Linked DNA regions of Zea mays: region 2 is linked to region 1. A link is a contact called in public Hi-C data. All regions are on one chromosome and are shown on one strand. Each heading gives the region's core, a stretch centred on a gene start, on an enhancer-like site or on the middle of the called end of the contact. The rest is flanking DNA. Distances are from core to core; before and after follow the strand shown.

Evidence for each region. A called contact is a pair of places that touch in the nucleus more often than the background predicts.
Region 2: a contact with region 1 is called in a Hi-C map of tassel, with 3 times the contacts expected there. The contact joins the promoter of LOC100194280 here to the promoter of LOC100276525 in region 1. A contact is called at or near these places in 4 of 25 Hi-C or Micro-C datasets (bundle sheath, ear, leaf and 1 more).

Annotation. Positions count from the first base shown.
Region 1 is chr6:154,273,869-154,278,113 of Zm-B73-REFERENCE-NAM-5.0, forward strand. LOC100276525 reads left to right here and starts at 1,745. Exons shown (of 8, transcript NM_001150291.1): 1 at 1,745-2,360; 2 at 3,673-3,741. The coding sequence starts at 1,800.
Region 2 is chr6:154,474,683-154,478,949 of Zm-B73-REFERENCE-NAM-5.0, forward strand. It overlaps LOC100194280 (transporter, folate-biopterin transporter), which reads left to right and starts at 2,922. Exons shown (of 3, transcript NM_001139319.1): 1 at 2,922-3,072; 2 at 3,166-3,505. The coding sequence starts at 3,232.

The sequences.
Region 1 (4,245 bases), core at 495-2,994:
CGGGCCGTGCCGGGCCGGCCCGGCCCGGGCACGGCTTGGCCCGGCACGAGGGGCACCAGTCCAAGCCCGGCACGGATTGGTATCGTGCCGGGCCGGGCCGGCCCGCGGGCTGGCTAACGCGGCCCAGGCCCGGCACGGTTATTCTTACACGGGCCGTGCCGGGCCGGAGGCACGGCGGGCCTGTCGTGCCGGGTCGGGCCCGGTCCTATAAACAAAAATAAACACTCCAAAATTCAGAATTTAAAGGTAATATTTAAATTTATTTTAGATGTAATTAATTATATTTATAATTTTAGATACATATTTAGACTAAGAATTTCAGATACACATATAAACACAAATCACAAGTCAGAATACTCTCATATAATATCATATCATAAGTATTATAGCTAAAAATAGATTGGCCGTTACAAAATTAGTCCCTCAAACGGGCCGTTACCGTGCCTACCAATTAACCGTGCCGGGCCCGTGCCTGCACCGCGGGCCCGACGGCCAGCCCAAGCCCGGCACGGCTATTGGACCGGGCCGGCCCGGGCACGCCACTAGTCGTGCCGGGCCGTGCTCGTGCTGGGCCACGACCGTGCCGGGTCACGGGCCTACTACCGGGCCGGCCCGTTTGGACATGTATAGCTGCAACTGCAAGATGCATCTCGTGACGACGGTGTGTGAATTGTGATGGTGCGTTTTACTATCAGCACTCCTTTTGCCAACTGTTTGAGACGACTCGGTGGTCCATTCAGTCGTTGTTGTTGCAAAGAGTTCAGCGTTACGGACTCACAAGTCACAATCTATAAGTGACGTATAAACTACTAGAGGATGTTTGGTTCACGAATACCAGTGATAACAATTTTGAATATGTCATTATTAGTTTCTAGTGTGGTATCTGATTACGGTTGTTTTAAACAAACATAATTTAATGTTATCAGTTACACATTATATTACAAATATGTGAACCAAACAACACTCTAATCTAATACTGTGATTGCAATGAATTCATACCTCGTGAGAAAAAAAATGCATCAACTAGAGATTATTTTTAGGTTGTTGTTCTAGATATCCAAATTATGCTTCCGTGAATCATATACAACAGTACATGCTAAATAATCTGTATCCCTCAAATTTTCATAATAGCTATATGGATATCTAATCACAGTATGCGAGAATATTATAGTATTATTAAATACCATAGTATTGTATTGAAATTGTAAATAAACTTTGTTACTAAACTGGCCCTAAGAACATTTTAGTCCTTTTAACATGATCTCTTCTCTACGAGAAAAAGATTTTTTTTAATTAATATGACGTGTTATGTTTAAATATATATTTCTATAATGTCCACCACATTAAGATGGGTTTTGTGGTATGCTACTTTTAGACCAAGTTATTTTATCCTAGAGATATTTTTCTTAATGTTGCTAAAGTATCTACTAGATTGGATGAAAACGCTCTATATGCTCTGACTCCGATTCTCCCAGTGGACTTGCGGTACGGGAAGAGGTAGGTGGGCTGGTGGCCAGCGGTGGCCAGTGGGTCGTTGGCTGGCTCGCCCCTGCAGTACTCCTGCTCCAGGGCACCGGACCGTGCTATTCCTCTTCTCCCTCGGTCCCTTCTCACCGGGGGCATCACACAACACCTCCGGACCTCCCCTCCCGGTCGACGCCTCGACGGTCCGCTCCCTCCCAAAAACCCACAGCCCGCTCCGACGCTCCCTCCCAAAACCCACAGCCCGCTCCGGCGCTCCCTCACAAAAACCTACCACCTGCCACTTTCACTCCACCACACACCCACACCCCCGCGCCATGGCCTCTCCTCCCCCGACCTCCCTCTCCTCCCCCCACCTCATCCATCTCCGCCTCCAACCCCTACCCAGCGTCCCGCCGCTCCACCTCACTACCCTCCCCTTCCTGCGCTCCCTCCCGCTCCACCTCCACTCGCTCCGCCTCAACCGACCCCACCTCCCTCCCCTACCGCTCGCCTCTTCCGGCAGCGGAAGCGACATCACCGGAAGCGGCGGCGAGGACGACCTTCCTCCCTCGGGCGGGGGCGGCGGAGGGGGAGGAGGCGAGGGCGATGGTGAGGGCGAGGGCGACGGCAGCGAGGGCGACTCGGTCAACAGGAGGGAGGCCCTGTTTGTTCTGGCGCAACTCGGACGGAAGCTCGAGAGCCTGCCGGCCGACCTCGCCGCGGCCGTGGAGGGCGGCCGCATCCCGGGCGAGATCGTGCGGCGGTTCGTGGACCTCGAGGCCTCGCCGGTGTTCAGGTGGCTTCTGCAGTTCGGTGGCTTCAAGGAGCGCCTCCTCGCCGACGACCTCTTCCTCACCAAGGTCGCCATAGAGTGCGGCGTTGGCATCTTCACTAAGGTACGTGGGGATTTCATAATTCTTTTTTCCGGCTATTATTTTATTGGGAAATTTGGATCCATACCATTAAAAGATCACCACTTTGGATCCATACCATTACTATCTCACTTACATGTGGGTCCACATGAGTCAATGACATGTGGGGTCCATGGTATATATCTAAAGTTTGGATCTTTTAATGGTATATATCCAATTGTTCCTATTTTATTTTCTGTGGTTTGTGATCCAGATCATCAGATGTGGTCTGGTTCGATGGGTTTGACCGATTGTGGTGTCTAGCATGTTGTAGTCCGGGCTCAGATGCCAGGCCGATTTCATGGCTCAGATTTATTTTTGGAGTCGGGGCTGGGATGTGATTGTAGATCAGTAGGTGCGTGCTGTCCCGATTCTTGCACTGCTCCGACTCAGTCAAAATGATGCTTGCTTGGGCGTAATTACGTTTGTTTTGCAGTTTACGCATAGCCCAATGCCTTATGGTCTTACAATTAATCCGGAGCAACAGCAACCTATTCGAAAAAAGAACATCCTACTTGGAATCTTGATACTTTTGCTATAAATGCAAAAGCAAATGCCGATTCAGTAGACGAATAGGAATAAAGTAGCCTTTCTATTCCCTAAAGTATAATATTGCTCCAAAATATAAGTGATTCTGTGAATGACAAGTGTATAGTATTGTTCCCTCACTTTCGTTTTATGTGTACCACTAGCCATTGCCAATATGCAGTAGTGGACCACTGTTGGCTTTATATGTGGTTGTCCTATCAAATACAAACCTGTTGCTACTGGAAACCCTGAGGCACACAAATTTATGGTACATGCATGGTTGAAGAACATTTATCAACTGTTTAAAGCATAAAGAGTACTCAGTACTGCAATTCAACGCTGGTTATTCGCATACACCTTCTATTGATATTCATTTTCTGTTAGCAGTATGACTAAGGCCTTTTTTGGAAGCAACCTAGTTTTTAAGAATTCAGTTTATATTTCAAGTTTTTAGAAACTGGTTTATGAAAAAAGCTGGTTTATGGTGTTTGGAACCACCCCAGTTTCCATAAAGTGATTTTAGTTAGGAGTGGCTAGCTTCTTGGTTTTTAAGAAACTGGGATATAAACTGGTATGTTTGGAACCACCCCAGTTTTTAACTTTTTATACACCAGTTTCATAAAACTGAGTGCTTCCAAACAGGCCCTAAGCTTCGTTTGTGCCTTCCACTTTTCTGGACCTGGTTTCAGTTAGTTGATTCTGTGTTTTAGTTAGCAAGTTATGTATAATTTGTTGCAGCTAGTTTGACATAACTCCTTTAATTTGCTAGACTGCTGCAGAGTATGAGAAAAGGAGGGAGAACTTTGTCAAAGAGCTTGACTTTGTGATTGCAGATGTGGTATGTTTCTATAAGTCCCTTTTGTTTTTTCATTGTGACCAACTTGGCATTTTCCTTCAATATACTTTAATATTAGGAAACGTTTTTTTTGGCTTTTGTTGTCTTGTCATCATTGTTGAGGCAAGATAAATTATCTTAATTTTGGATGCCTAAAAGGCGGTAAGTTGGAGGTGCTTCCATGTCCATGTGCATATGTTTTGACTTTTGAATGATAATGTTAGAATTAGACATGCAACCCTATTGGGCCTTATAGCTGTAGTTGAGATGGCTAACCGCTAACCTAGTGCTACATATATGTAGATATGAATTGTACCGTATTGTCTACTAAAATAGGGTGTTAGTCCTATGCATTCTATATAATAAGCTCATGGGGTTCATGCAATACAGTCTAATTATGTGACAATATCTCCTTTAACATGGTAACACGAGTCTAATCTCGCTTTCACTTCTCCTGTGGCTGCCGCCTCTCCAGGGCAGACATCCCTCTAGGGCCGTGGCCGCGTA
Region 2 (4,267 bases), core at 1,672-4,171, 200 kb after region 1:
ATGGTGTTATCTCCTGCATCTATGATTTCTCATATGCAATGTGCTCTTTACCAGTGTCATATATTTTTGCATATGTAAGTCAATAACTTGATCGAATATCTTTTGCATTTCCCTTTATTCAGTAGGCATTTATTTTAGATACAATACTGCAATGTTCTATTGCATTGCCCTTTTTTAGGCAAAGCTATAGTTAGCCTCTGTCTTTTGGATTACAACTGATTGACAAGTTTATTCCTCCATGTTTTTTTTCTGGGAGATGATGGATGTCTTACATGTAGTCTCTGAAATAGGTGAAGCAAACTTTGGTGCGTGCTGTTTTGACCACCAATTCGTTCTAAAAATTGTAGGTTTCAAATACCAATGCATTTTATGGAGTTTTACATGTTATAATTTTTTTTTCTAAAAACCTGGTTAGAAATATAGAAGTCTTACTTAGAACCAAGATTAAATGACCTATAACTTGGAACAGATGGTTCAGTTCAAAGGTATTCATAACTCATAGCCATTGTACCGCCATAACGCAGAATACTGGAGATGGCTGTCTGAACTTATGCTAAGAATCAGAAATGTTTGAGTGCAGTGAAGCCTCGTCCTCTATTTTGTGCTGTGACAGCTGTCAATTTTGGTGAAACAAAGTTTTCCTTATTAATCCGGCTTTTGGTCGATATATTGGAATGCTACCATAAACTTGTTAGAATATTTTAGCTGTTGCTAAGAAATGGATTGTGCTCATCAATCTTTTTGGTACTGTTAGCCTGGTCAGTTCAAAAACCAATACATAAATTTCATGTATTCTCTAACATTTGCTTACTTTGTCAAGGAATGGTTGCCTCTCCCAAACATTATATCGAGCTTTATAGTACAAGTTGACAAACACTTATGAGTCATGACGTATGCATTGGGCCGTCTCGTTAATCTAAAATCATACTATTCTCTACTTTGATGATGTTTTTGTTTATTATATAAATTGTCTAATTTACTAGACATTAGCTTCTACGTTCAGCTATTGTAGTGCGCCCGAAGGGGTGCTTCATGTTCTAGTTATCTTTCAAACCAACCAGGCAACCATCCTTCTCCTAGATAGTGCAATAGAGACAGTAAAAGAACTTGTTTGATCCTTTTTTGCCACCCTTGTTCGGTTCAACTTGTTCGGTAAGAAATAGATTAAAGGAGATTAAATCCATTGCTAGTTAAAATTGAATAAAAAGAAATTTAATTCTCCAATTCCTTATGATTCTTATGTAGGTTTTTTTGGTTATAGGTGGATTGAAAGAAATTGTAAGGGATCAAATTTCTTGCTAGTCAAAATTAAATAGAAGGGGATTTAATCATCCCTCAGTACCTTTCGATCTCTATGCAACCGAACAATACATAAACGACTAGACTAAAATGGTTTACTTTTTTCTAGTTCATGTGTTTGACAACGTAGAGACTAGAAATTAAAAATTAGTTTTAGACCTAAACAGGGCCTTATACCGATAACATCACTACACCTTTAATGCAAGAATTTTTTCGCATGTCTAACTCACTATACCTTTAATGCAGGAGTTTCTTCGCATGTCTCACATCCCACACGTCCTCCCTCGGACGGAGTCATCTGTGAGAAGCACAACTCCAAAAAATGGACAGCATGGGATTCAAACCCATGTCGTAAACAAACGGTTTTTACCGGTGCAACGCATCTATATATCTATGTTTGTTCTACGAAGGATATATATTTTAACATTTTGAAAATAAAAAAGTACAATTATATTTAAATAAATATCTTATTTAAGCAATATGATATGTAGAAAATATATAGAAATTGTATCAGTACACGTGCAACTAACTAGTCGACGGTAATATAGCCTTTCTAGTTTTCCTCTGCGCTTAGAGCATCTCCAACAACAAACCCTAAAATAGAGTCCTAAAATTTGAAATAGGACTATATTTAGAATGTTTAGGGTCTCAAAAGAAATGTTTACTCCAATAGTCAGGCCTTAAATAATGCTATTTAAGAAATAAATCATAATATTAGGAAATAAATGGTTGGAGATTAAGTGGAAACGAGGATAGGGCTCCAGTATATAGGTACTATATTTAGGACCCGAGAGACCGAGCCCTATAACCATTTGATGAAATTTTATAAAATAGGGCCGCTGTTGGAAGAATGTTTTATGGTTTTGAGCCCTATATTTAAAATAGGACCATGTTTAGAGCCTCTCTTGGAGATGCTCTTAAGCTATAAAAGAATTGTGGACTTTTGGATCCGCAGTCATGCTATGCTCTATTTTAGAGGGTGTTTGATTCTATCAACTAAAGTTTAGTCACATTAAATATTTAAATGATAACTATAGTTATTAAATATAGTATACTTATAAACTAATTACACAGACTAAGACTAAAAAGACAAAATAAATTTATTAAACCTATATTTAATACTCCTAATTGATATTTAAATATTTGATATATCCGAACTAAACTTTACTCGGGGGAAGCAAACACCCTCTTAGAGCTACTTTGGGAATCTCATATCCCCTTCGGGATTGGAGGGGGTTGAGGTGGAAATAAATTAATTTTCTCTCCAATCCCCTTAAATCCCCAAGGGGATTTAAGTTTCTAAACTAGCCCTCAAGGTTTGTTCCCGTTCGATCTAAACGCAACCGAATAAGACTTTGATATTGTTCCGTATGTATTCCCACAATCCCACTAGTATATTGTTGTGCTAAAGTAGTAAAGTAAAAAACTATAATCTCTTTGAAAAATATGATCATGTTTGTGTTGAATGAACTTCGGCACTGACTAGCTTGATTTTACTCGAACTATCACGTTTTTATAATCTACGAATTTGTCTTCACAGAAGTTGTGGTAAGCGGGCCGGTACCCACATGCTCGCCCATACATTCAGCTCACTGCTCATATCAAGCCCACGCGTGGTGTCGGTTAGGCGGCGCGCTCCGCCTTCCCCTTCTTCGACCTCCCGACGCGTGCTCACCTCCTCTTCGGATCGTGGATCCGCTGCTGCGCTGCACGAATAATCAATTCCGAGTGAAATAAATTACATATAGCCATCTAGAAGAGAGTCCTTTCTAGGTGAGTAGGTGTCCTCTTACGCGTGGGTGAGAGAACCCACTAGGAGCCACAGCCACCTCACAGTCTGTTCTCCTGTTGGATCGGGAGGAGCAGAGCCGACGCGACGGGATCAAGATTTGTATTTGAACCCGGACGACGGGAGGAGTACGAGGCCCAGTCATGGAGGAGGAGAAGCAAGTGATGGAGGGTGCCGCTACGGCGGCGAGGCGGCGGCTGGTGATCGGGGTGGGGTTCTGGGTGCAGGGCTTCCGGCTCTTCCCGTGGCTGGGCGTCAATTTCTTCCTCAAGGACGGCATGGGCGTTGCTGCCTCCTCGCTGCAGATCCTCCAGGCCTCCGCCAACCTGCCCATGGTCGCCAAGCCGCTCATTGGCCTCCTCTCGGATGCCGTCCCCATACGCGGCCATCGCCGCCTGCCCTACGTCGCCATCGGCGGTACGCCCTCTCGGCCACTCTCTTTTACTATACTGTATTCTTGCATTTCCTGTCTAGGTCCCGAACACACATCTGCCATTACCAATTCACGTCGTTATTATTCTCCTCGTAACTTTCTAGGGCTTGAATCTAACACCCTGCTTCCGAATCTTGCTTATGGCTTGATTTTGGGAATTGTATGCCACCAGGATGTAATTTTACTCATTTTTGTTATCCGAAACATAAAAATATCTCCACTTTGCAGTGTCTGTTAAGCCTGTATGTGCTATTTAATATATATCTCCTTAATCTAGCTCTTCAACATGAAGAGAGTATTGTTAAACCACCCATGGATCTTGGACATTCTTTTTCCCGTGTTGTTCGTACATGTTTGTCCCGTGGCAAATGACAGCACCCAAAGAATATGCTCACGCACCGACTGTCCTCTTCTTTTGTCTCACCGGTTCCTTTTGTGCTCTCTCACCTTTTCTTTTTCTTCTTCTAATTACCATTCGTCTTTATCTTCCTTTTTTCCTCCCACACAGCCACACTTGCCTTTCAAGGCAACAACTTTTACACTGTCCTCCACCAAATTTGCTCTCTTGTTGACGTTTTACACACTCATAAGATCACCAAGCAACAAAGCTCCCAATCCAACTAGGTCACGCATGAATGAGCTGTCAACTTATGATGTGGCCCTAGCTGTCCACTTTAAAATATTCTTTCTTGCCCAACACAAGTGACATGATGAAATTGAAGGATGGTGAACCAACTTATTCCAAT